4 separate regions of the Mus musculus genome follow, and regions 2, 3 and 4 are each linked to region 1. The links are chromatin contacts, called in public ChIA-PET, HiCAR-type and promoter capture Hi-C maps. All regions are on one chromosome and are shown on one strand. The core of a region is the stretch at or near the end of the contact, and the rest is flanking DNA. Distances in the headings are between cores, read along the strand shown.

Evidence for each region. Promoter capture Hi-C pulls out the DNA fragments that hold promoters and counts their contacts. ChIA-PET counts read pairs in DNA pulled down with a chosen protein or histone mark. HiCAR-type assays count read pairs that join an accessible place to other places.
Region 2: a contact with region 1 is called in a HiCAR-type map of fibro-adipogenic progenitors, with 2.9 times the contacts expected there. The contact joins the promoter of Me3 here to the promoter of Hikeshi in region 1. A contact is called at or near these places in 1 of 39 promoter capture datasets (the 3T3-L1 cell line), 1 of 115 datasets of contacts at active chromatin or transcription factors (fibro-adipogenic progenitors) and 1 of 9 other capture datasets (adipose tissue).
Region 3: an RNA polymerase II ChIA-PET map of memory CD8 T cells shows a contact between it and region 1, with 35 read pairs. The contact joins the promoter of Sytl2 here to the promoter of Hikeshi in region 1. A contact is called at or near these places in 1 of 39 promoter capture datasets (pre-B cells), 2 of 115 datasets of contacts at active chromatin or transcription factors (bone marrow-derived dendritic cells and memory CD8 T cells) and 3 of 9 other capture datasets (adipose tissue, liver and pancreatic islet).
Region 4: a promoter capture Hi-C map of the C10 cell line shows a contact between it and region 1, with 2.9 times the contacts expected there. The contact joins the enhancer-like site here to the promoter of Hikeshi in region 1. A contact is called at or near these places in 4 of 39 promoter capture datasets (the C10 cell line, liver and pre-B cells), 2 of 484 Hi-C or Micro-C datasets (cranial neural crest and nephron progenitors), 5 of 115 datasets of contacts at active chromatin or transcription factors (embryonic stem cells and epiblast stem cells) and 4 of 9 other capture datasets (adipose tissue, embryonic stem cells, liver and 1 more).

The regions. Positions count from the first base shown.
Region 1 is chr7:89,939,913-89,942,612 of GRCm38.p6, reverse strand. It overlaps Hikeshi (heat shock protein nuclear import factor), which reads left to right and starts at 1,409. Exons shown (of 5, transcript NM_026304.3): 1 at 1,409-1,644. The coding sequence starts at 1,615.
Region 2 is chr7:89,631,518-89,634,217 of GRCm38.p6, reverse strand. Me3 (malic enzyme 3, NADP(+)-dependent, mitochondrial) reads right to left here and starts at 1,400. Exons shown (of 14, transcript NM_181407.4): 1 at 1,125-1,400. The coding sequence starts at 1,307.
Region 3 is chr7:90,301,004-90,303,703 of GRCm38.p6, reverse strand. Sytl2 (synaptotagmin-like 2) reads right to left here and starts at 1,275. Exons shown (of 20, transcript NM_001368878.1): 1 at 961-1,275.
Region 4 is chr7:90,199,154-90,201,853 of GRCm38.p6, reverse strand. All of the region lies in intron 19 of Picalm (phosphatidylinositol binding clathrin assembly protein), which reads right to left. Among named protein-coding and RNA genes, the nearest start is that of Ccdc83, 65 kb to the left of the region's middle. Within about 2 kb of position 1,428, at least 13 of the 459 cell types and tissues checked have an H3K27ac peak or open chromatin away from gene starts, as enhancers often do.

The sequences.
Region 1 (2,700 bases), core at 160-2,659:
AGAACTCAAAGGACAAGTCAGTCAGTTATGGGGCTGTGTGTGTGTGTAATGCCAGCCCTCGGGAGGTGGAGGAGAAGGATCAGGAATCCAGTATTATCCTCGACTACACAGCACGGTCCAGGCTAGTCTAAATTATGCAAAACCTTGTCTATTTAAAAAACAAACAAACAGAGAGACAAATAAATGAATAAAAACAAACAAACAAACACCAATCCCAAAAGATGAGCAGCAGTGTCACACACTTTTTTATTTTTTGGCTTTTTGAGACAGGGTTTCTCCGTGTAGCCTTGGCTGTCCTGGAACTCACTTTGTAGACCAGGCTGGCCTCGAACTCAGAAATCTGCCTGCCTCTGCCTCCCATGTGTGGGATTAAAGGTGTGCGCCACCACGCCCAGCTAGTATCAGATACTTTTAATTGTAGCATTTAGCAGGTAGAGGGAAGCAGATCTGAGTTTGATGCCAGTCTGGTCTAGAGTGAGTTCCAGAACAGCTCAGGCTACATCGAGAAACCCTGTCTTGGAAAACAACTCCCCAAAGTGAGAAAACTTAGATTATTATTTTTTTTAAAAGGCATTTTTACAACAAAACTCCCTAAGCAGCACCAGACCCTATTCTTAGTGGCAGTTATCAATTAATTCATCATTTAATCCTTCCAGCAACCCAATAGGTCTATTTGTCTCAGTTTGCAGATGATTGACTGATGAAGCTGTTATATAGCTTGCCTACAGTTGTACAGCACATTAGTTGGGGCGGGGAGGAAGCACAAGTGAAGCACTACAAGAAATATAAGCAAGAACACAACTACGTGTTAAAACTAGTATTTAGTGGGGAAAAGGACTTCTGGACCTCTATAGCTTTAGTGGTCCACGCCTATAATTCCAGCAATTGGAGGCTGAGAAAGGAGTGCACAAGTTCGAGGTCTACCTGGGCTAGGTAATAAGACACTGCCATAAAAATGAGATAAAAATATATTAACATTTTTGATATAATGTTTGTCAGGAAGAATGCAGTAAGTTGGTTGCAACTTGAATTTACGCTCCAAAAATCAATTTTTCAAGCTTCCGGGCAGGTTATGCCGAACCAATTGCCCTCCGTATAAAACGGAGATAATATTTATCCCATTAAGCTTTTGAAAGGAGAGGCTGGGTGAAACGATTCTGGCAAAGGCGTATTGTTACTCCTAAAATGTTACACAACCGCCAGAAAGGTCTTCTCCCAGCACCACCTTTAGAAACTTTGACTCACACAGGCACGGAAATCATGTACTATCAGTAGTAACTTTCAAATTCTCCCGGCTCGCCCTCTGGGAGGCTGGCGCACTGCACTATGGGATTTGTAGTCTTAGCGCGATACCAGCTCCTCCTTACTACCTTAGAAGGAGGAAATGGGTGTAATGACCCGGAAGTACTCGTTCCGGAGAGGCGTGCAAGTTAGGAAGGAAGGGTCAGAGGTCGCCGGCCCAGATGCGTTCCTGTGTTGTTATGTAGTGGAGGGTCACGTTCCTTCCTGCAAATTCTGGAAGGTTCTTGAGTTCAATTAGGACAGTGGCTGCGGAATTCCTGGTGTCCGGCCTGAGGTGCCCGCTGGCCTAGCAGAGGCGCCGAGGGCGCTGCCATGTTTGGCTGCCTGGTGGCGGGGAGGCTGGTGAGGATGGCCCGGGCGGTGGCAGGAAGGGGTCGGTGACTGAGAGCTGGGTGGTGGCACGGTGCACGGCGCTTGGAACGCGGGGAAACCTGGTCATTGTGCTTTTTTTCCTGGGCGTGTGCGACGGACGGGCAATGGGACGCTGGCCCCACTCTTAGCTGTGTTTGCGAGGCTGTCAGGATGTGACTGCATTTTGTTGAGTGCGGATTTTGTTCCACCTGCTGGGTTGAGTGCTGTAGTTACTTGTTAATTTCAGCCTTCTGTACGGCATTTCGCCGTAACCGTGGTAACTCGTGAGCTAGTCTTTCTCTCTTTGCTGTTCAGGAACGTACACTCAGTAGATAGTGTAGTAATTACTCTTGTAAATTGATAATGCTACTTAGAAGTAAAGCTGAGATTTGTAATCTAAAGCTAAGTGGTTTTCGGAAAAATTCAATTTTCCGGACAATGAAGGTGTTTTGTTTTGTTTTTCCTTTTTGGTGTCTTTGGAAGGCCCCCCCCCCCCTTTCAGAAGTTTACCGACCCAGTTTAAAATACAATAATTGCAAGTTGCTTAATAGAAATGACTGAAATTTAGGTGTGAGCCGTACCTGTGATAACTAAAGGATTCGAGTACAATGCTTTCTTTTTGGTCAGAGAGATGCCCTTGCTTAGCCAGAGCCTTAGAATGAAATGAAATGAAATGAGTGCGGGAGTGGTTGAGGAGTAACCAGAGTGAATCTTGTTTGCTCTTTAGAAACCAGCGATGTATCCGTCTTGAGACGTGACTCCTTTCTCTTTAGAGCTATTCTTGTTTTGTTTCTCCTTGTTTTGTTAAATACTGCAACCTCTTTGTTAAATTGTGCCTCACGTGTGGTAAGCGAGAGCTCCACGCCTCCGTTTTCACCAGCTTTTGATAATGTATTCTATACACGCTGCTCTTAAGAAAAACACGTGGTTCCAAGAAACCATGGACTTCTGTCTGCAGTGAATGGGAGGCTCCTGTGGAGGTGAGGTAGTGCTAACCCTGGTCAATAGCTTTTGGAATGTCCCAGTAGGAGCTCTGGGGTTTGGAAG
Region 2 (2,700 bases), core at 151-2,650, 310 kb after region 1:
AGTACCGGGAACTCAAGGTCTCTTTGGAGAGTAGGGGGTCAGTGTGACAAGTGAATCTGAGCACACAGACATTTTCCTTAGTTTCAGTTGATGCTGTAGGAAACAGCACTGCACAGTTGGCCTCACCCTTTAACATAGCATTTTCCATAGAAGTTGTGTCATTGGAATTTCACCATCCTGAATCAGAGAAACTACTAACATTTTTTGAGAACTTCCTGCATGAGGACTATTCTCACATTTTATTTGCAGTAATAGCTTAGCAAGCATTTATGAGAGCTTAAATATTAATTCAAATCCAGTGGTTTTGAAACTTTTTACAATAATCAAATGAGGTCATACTATTAGGCTGAAAAACGTTGAGCCTGCTAGTTAAACACGAGGAATTGTGGGGAGTGGGGGACTGGCTTGAGTCTTGGCTTCCAGTTTCTGTTCCTCACAATCCTCTGAACCAAAGATACAAACTTGATTGCTACAAGAAGGAGGTGTGCTCCTAGGTTAATATGCAGGTATCTGCAGTGGGCTGAACACGGCCAAAGCATTAGAGATCTGCATTTGGTCACCTTGGCTAAGACCCCTTTGTTCTGCATTCTGTTACAGGACTGGTTTAAATTAAAATCTTTAATTCTTCTTCCAGTACTAAAAGTTCTATAATTCTAGACTTTTCTGTCTTCCGGACTCATGTTTTCCCAGATATTCACCATATCATTAGCTAACACTTATTATCTCATTGGTGCCCGAGTCTGTGCTAAGAACTCTGCCTCCGTTTTCCTGTTTTTCCTTTTAAACCTTGCAACATTCCTAAGAAATCTCTAACAGATACTTTAATTCACGGAGGTCAAATGAATTGTCCTCAAGATCTGCTGGAAATCTGACTCTAGCTCAGAGGGACCATCGGGAATACTCACTGGGTCTGTATTGTTTTTGCTGAGGAAATTAAGGTCAGTAAAACTGATCACATCTCTCCATGTCAAGAGGGGGACGAAAAGGCCAAAGCAAACAGAGCAATATCCAGGAGGCAAAACCAGAGGGCTCTGGAAGGACGCCATAGGTTTCGTCCCAAGCCCAGGGGGCGGGGCGTCTTTCCCTGCTAACCACGGGATCCAACGTCCTACCCGGACCATTACCTTGTTGAGATGGGGGTTCCTGGTGACATCGTATCCGCGCTTCTTCAGGGGTACGGGTCGAGGCGGGCCAGACTTGGAGTGGCAGCCCTGGGCGGGCGCGGAAGGTGCCTGGCGCCGAAGACTGCTGCAGGCTATGCGAGGCACGGAGGTCAGCCGCGCGCCAGTGCCCAGCGCGGCGCCCATAGCCCTGGCACAGACCTGGAACCAGGGCGAGACCAAGGTCAGGGGTGCCCTCTAGGCAAGCCAGGTCCTGCGCGCCAGCAGGGCGCCGGACCTGAGCTCTCGGAGAGGCTGGGGGTTCCTGATGGAAGGCGCTAGCCTCCTCCCCTTGTCCGAGGCCACCTGCTCCTCGCTTGGTTGCGATGCTCACCCCTCAGCCAGCAAAGCGAAAGCAAGCCCAGAAAGCAGATCCCGTGCGGATGACAGCCCGTGCCTCCCTGCCCCCATATGGGAGAATACTCTCCAAGGAGTCCCCGCACCCTCAGTACCTGTGGTTAACCTTGGTTTCTCCTTCTTCCGCTTACCTGCCTAACTGGAGAAGCTGAAGTCTATGCAGTCCCACTGCGAGCAGGTGGGGCAAGGCGCTACTGTCCCCTGTCACTCTCTGGCCAAAGGCAGCACCTCACAGGCAGTGCTAGCTCACGGGACTGATGCATTCAGTAAAACAGTCTCCAAACCTTTCCTTGCGGGACCAGATTTTCCTTGAGGATATGCGCGGGGGCTCTTCATAACAAGACAGGATGAAGCTCATTTTCCTCCCACATGAGGGTTTTTGTGCTTTTGTACCCTGGCACTCTCTATCCAGAGGTCTGAATGGCACTTAGGGGAGAACACTTGAGGGTCAGCATGCCCCCACCTCTTGAGCAAGACCTGGGCAAGAATGCTGTCAGTATAGTAACCATTAGCCACATGTAGCTGTAATACTCTAAATAAAATACAATTTTAAATCCATTTTACAGTAAATAAAATTTCTAAATAAAATACAATTTTAAATCCCAGTCACAGTAAGTGCCTTCTTTTAAACCAGTTGAGACCATGTTTGAATGTATATAGGTACAGAACACTTCCTGCTTTGTAGAACGTTCTCTTCTGTTGATCTGCGTTCCCCACTTCCTAAGTAAGTTTCTAGGAACCCCATGGAACCAGCCATAGACCATAGATGTTAGGTCACTCACACCTTGATGTCCACTTCTCCCTGAATTTAAGTGTGTACTTCCTCCACTTAGTGTTCAAGAGATTCCTTCTAAAGGAAATACATCGCTCTGTGTATGGGATAACTCCTAAGTTGTCAGGAGGCCTTGGTTAAGCCCAGCCTGGCTCCTGCCAGCTTCTCATCTCATCCCACTTCACCTTGTGCTGTCCTTGAGGTCTCCTCTGACTTGCTTCTCCCCATTTCCCTGTCTTACTCACCTCCATCTCAGGGCTTTTGCCTCTGCTAACACTTTTACTGGGAACATCATATTCCAATCTTCTAAACAACTGCCACATCTCGTCTCTGAGGTTGCCCCTAATATGTCAACTTGGAAGCCATTATTCTAGTCATTCCCTTCAGTGCTGACCATCCCCAGGGGATGCA
Region 3 (2,700 bases), core at 26-2,525, 360 kb before region 1:
CGTCTGGTCCATAATAAATGTCTGTAAAAGAGAGATCAGCATCGCCCCTCCTCCCTCACTGAACCTCTCTTCTCCTTCCTGGACACTTTTAGTGGGTCCAAGAGTCTGATTTCAAATGTATGCCACTCCAAGAATGATGAAGGGCAGAGATGAAAGAAGTTGTTTGAGGGCCGGGTGCTAAAAAGCTCCAGTAACTGATTGAAGACCTCAGCCACTTTAAGCTAGCTTGCTTTGTCCTGGCTTCTCCATCTTGCAGACAGCAGGACCAGCATTCTAGCCAGAAAGGGTTGTCAGGAAGAGAGAAAGCTGGACAGCAATTTGGACCCCGCCGACCCTCCAGTTGTGTATCTGAACTGCCCCCTCTCCCCCACCCAGGCTTCCTCTGCACACTGCTATTAGACTGTAGGGTCAGAAAGCTGTGATTCAAAGCGTGTGTTTAGGCTCCCTCTCAACCCAGAGCCCACGTCCTGGAAGCTGCTGGTCACATACCAGCCCTTAGTAAAAAATGAGAACTTTTCAACGATGCAGGAAATGGAGCCCCTCATAGCCAAAGACGACTTATAAAGGGAGGAAAGGGGAGGAGGCACTGTGAGCGCAGAGACCCACTTCCTACCCCACTTCCTACCGCACTTCCTACGGCTGCTGGATGGGTCTTACACCCTGAAACACGCGGTTTTGCAGTTTGAAGCTGGCAAATCCCACCCATGTGACTTAACTCTATAGGATAAGAGGTCTGGTTGGGTGTAGAGGAAACTGTCCCAAAACAAATGTGTTAATTTTCAAACTAGAGTTCGCGGGGGGGGGGGGGTGCTTAGCTGGGTTCCTTCGCTGCACCTCTGCTGTTCCTCACCTGAGCACCCTGCGGGCGATTGCTCCGCAGCCAGGTCCCGCCAGTCTCCAGCCCCAGGTCTGGGGTCAAGCCTTCAAAGTACCACCCCCAATTCCGTCGCAACTGCCTACCTGGTGTCCCTAGCTTCGCGGACACACGGCGGCGAGGGCAGCAGAAGGAACTCCTAACTAAAGGAGAAACTGAGGGATGAAGCTTGTTGGTTGCCGCCCCGGTGGTTCACGTTGTAGCAGCCAGGATAGCAAGGACAACAAAAAAATCTCTCTCTACACCAACTCCTCCAGCTACTCCAAGACCCAGAGCAGGACCAGAAAGCAGTCCCAGCGACACCGCCAGTAGACAGAAAAGTCACACCCAGAGCGCGCGCCGAGTCTCCGCCGCAGCCCCGGCTGCCCGCTCTACCTCCTCCGGGCTGCCAACCTCTCTCTGCCGCCCAGCGCTCGCAGCCGGCTGCGCCACCCAGGTGTCGCCGCTGTTCGGGGCGGGCGGAGGGGAGGGCAGCGCGGGACCTTCCAGGGAGCACAGGGCTCGCCCCGCCCGCCCGCGCCTGCGGGGCCGCCTCCTGTGCTCTGGTCCCTGCGCTTGGCTTCTCTCCCTTCCAGGCCTCCTTCTCTACTTGTCAGTGAAGCAATCGAGTTTTTATCCAAAAGAACGGAAACGGCACTTTTTTTTTTTTTACGTCCCTATGCAAGAGGGTCGAGGATACCTTCCATCTGAAACGTAGGGACGGTCACCACCATGCGGGGAGAAGAGGTGCCTGTAATCTAGCAAAATGTTCTAACCCCTCCGGCCATCAGTTTCTTTCTCTCTTTCTTTCTTTCTTTCTTTCTTAATTTAAGTTTTATTGCATTATGACGAGAAAAGATACATAATTTCAATTTATCTGAATTTGTTAACACTTAAAAACATATTTTGAATAAATAGACTTACATCACATTCTTCTTTCCCTTTTGTACCCCAACTTCTCCCAGAGACGGCCCCCACTTCAAAACCTGCAATACCTTTTTTTTATCATATTCTCTTTTTTCCTTTTTTATTAAATATTTTCTTTATTTACATTTCAAATGTTATCCCCTTTCCTAGTTTCCCCTCTGAAAACTCCCTATCCTTTCTCCCCTCCCCCTGCTCCCCAAACCATCCACTCCCACTTCCTGGCCCTGGCATCCCCCTATACTGGAGCATAGAACCTTCACAGGACACCTCACACCAGTCAGGATGGCTAAGATAAAAAACTCAGGTGACAGCAGACGCTGGCAAGGATGTGGAGAAAGAGGAACACTCCTGCGTTGTTGGTGGGATTGCAAGCTGATACAACCACTCTGGAAATCAGTTTGGTGGTTCCTCAGAAAATTGAACATAGTACTACTGGAAGATCCAGCAATACCACTCCTGGGCATATACCCAGAAGATGCTCCAACTTGTAATAAGGACATATGCTCCACTATGTTCATAGCACCCTTATTTATAATAGGCAGAAACTGGAAAGAATCCAGATGTCCCTCAACAGAGTAATGGTTACAGAAATTGTGGCAAATTTACACAATGGAGTACTATGCAGCTATTAAAAACAATGAATTTATGAAATTCTTAGACAAATAGATGGATCTGGAGGATATTCATCCTAAGTGAGGGAACCCAATCACAAAAGAACTCATATAATATGCACTCACTGATAAGTGGATTTTAGCCCAGAAGCTCAGAATGCCCAAGACACAATTTGCATCCGTTTCTTTATACAGATAGCTAGGATTAAATAATGTGATACTTTAAAAGTAGCCGTGGGAGAGAGGGGCCGGGGGAGGTGGGCAGAAGGATTACCTTGAGTTTGAAGCCAGCCTCTGCTAGAGAATGAG
Region 4 (2,700 bases), core at 179-2,678, 260 kb before region 1:
GTTATCACCAGGGACTTACATATTATGATCATTCCAAAATGTATTAAAATGTGTTTGTTGATAAAATCCTTTGTACAGACTTGCCTCCAAATTCAGATAAGAGAAAATTAGAACGTCTCTAATTTTAAAATTTAACATCTTAAATTTACTTTTACACCTAATGTTTATTAGTGTAGAAACATACTAATCCAACCTATAGAAATATGAAAGGTTATATGCTTTGCTGCTGTTTCAGTGCATGACACCTGCCTGTCTGTCTGTCTGTCTCTCTCACATACACACACCCCTTACCCCTCTGGAACAGAAAGTAATTAACTGTTGTTGGGTTTGGGGGGGGGGGGGGGAGAAACCATGAACACACAGAACAAATCCAGTTCTATAATAATGAACCCATTGCCCTTTTGTCTAGTTCATGTAGTTGGAATTTAAGAGTTCTACATTCTGATACTAATAGTTCTACCCATTCCTTCTGTCTAACCCTCTCTTCTTTCCTTCCTTTCACAATTAAGAGTGCTAGGCAAGTGCTGGACCACTGGACTGTATTCTCAGCACCTAAATCAACCAACCATTTTCTACGTGAACACACACACACACACACACACACACACACACCAGTGTGTTCATTCATTATTATAGGAACTTCCCTCAGGCTGTGTGTTCATGATCACTGCCCTTCTACTGCACCAAGAAAGCTTTAGCTACATGCTGGCAGCCTGACACTGGATTTCCCATTGAAACGAATTTCAATTCACTGCACATTACTCAGCTTGTGTGTTTTATATAGTAACACTAATAAAACACATCCTCTTAAAGCTGATGTCATCAAGAAATATTTAGCGATAACAGACAGTACTATTCCAAGATCCCAGAGAATCAGCCTCAGAAACCGTAAGTTGTCTCAGGGTGTTTAGAGCACAGCCAGATCACTAGTGGCACATCCAAATCTACTTACTAGATGGGAATACACACATACTATACTGTGTTGTATGCCATTAGTTTTCTATTAAAGGCAGTCCCATTCTTTGGTTGCCTCTATGAGAAGCAAGAGGCAAGGATAAGTACTCTTCTAGAGGACACCATGTGAGGACAGCTTCAGAATTCCAGCCTCTGGGACAGAAAGTAAATACTCTGCTGCTGTATTAATCCACAGAGCTTGCCATATTTTGTTACTGCTGCCCTTGGAAACTAATAGACTCTTAATGCACATATTTCGGGCTCTAAGGCTGTTAACTTTTTGGTTCTTAAAATTAAATTTAAATTCCTATTTATTTCAACTCAATTCTATCATGATATTTAACTTATAGAAAGAAGTTTAAGTGCTATCAGAGCTGAAGTGATTGCTCAATGTTAACCAGCACTTGCTGTTCTTCCTGAGGACTGCGGTTAGATTCTCAGCTTGGCATCGTACATGATGACTCACACCTGTGTAACTCTAGTTCCAGGGATCTGGTGCCCTCTTTGGGCCTTTGTAAGCATCAGGCAGGAACATGGATAGACACTCAGGCAATATACCCGGACATAATACAATATATTTTAAATGAGATTATGAAACTTTCAAAGGAACTTTTGAAGTGGTAACTTAAGCGTTCTTTGGAAAGCAGTTGGATAGTGTTTTGCTGAGGCAAACATATGAAAGAATAAATGGATACAGGTGAAAGACTAAGGTAGACTCCTGAAGGAACATTTCACTGAAACAGACACAGGAGAGAGGATGGCTAAAGAAACATGTGAAAGGATGTGTAATGAAGAATTCTTTGCTAACATTAAGCTCCCTTTGTTGGGACTTGAGGACTCTAGATTGACTGAATGCATGTGCTGAAGCAAGATCCCTGCTGAGGCAAGGCACACAGAAGATACATGATGTTTGGAGGGTATACAGAATGACAGAGCTTGGCCTGCTGGTACAGTTAGCCATGCAATGCTGTAAAGATCACATCTTAGCTGATCTTCACTTTCCTGAGAGGCACAACACAGAACTTCTCCTGATGTTCCTGCTGGTCTCTCCCACTGACAAGCTCAGGCTTGTGACAAGGTCTGGCTGTGTCTGCTAAGTCGTGTCACCGCTGTTGCTGACCCGAATCTACCGAACTAGACTGCGGGCAGATCCACGAAATGTTTGGGAATGGATTGATCTACTGCTGCTAACCTGTGAACTGAACTGCCAATTTCCAGACAGCACAGACGGGAGCTGCTCCAAAGAATGTTTCTAAACAGGCCCACTCACTTCCCCATATCCTTCCTTTCCCACTACCTCTGGTGGGTGGTGGGCTACAAGGGAGGTTAAAGCGTTTAAGAACCATCATTGAAAGTAAGGTTTGGAAAAAAAGTTACAAACTTTTCTAGCATACACTATAAAACAAATGTAGTCTCACACTTTCTATACACTCAGAGCTTCTGAAGTTCACTATGACGACATTGTAAAACTTTGGCCACCCAAGACTTTATTAATGCTTTCTGGCTACAAGACAAGAAATAAAGGTTTTAAAAAAGAAAACCTAGAAAGTAAGGCCTTCCGCTACACTTGTTTTATTAGCAACAGAGGTTAGAGATGAGACTCCTAATATTTTTTTATATGATTAACTGGTATATAATAAGGGCTACAGAATCAATTTTTCATTTATGGTACCAAATCTGATTCCCAAAGTAAATTTTCTCATAATATTATATAATAATAAGTAGGAAAAGATAAATGAGCATAAA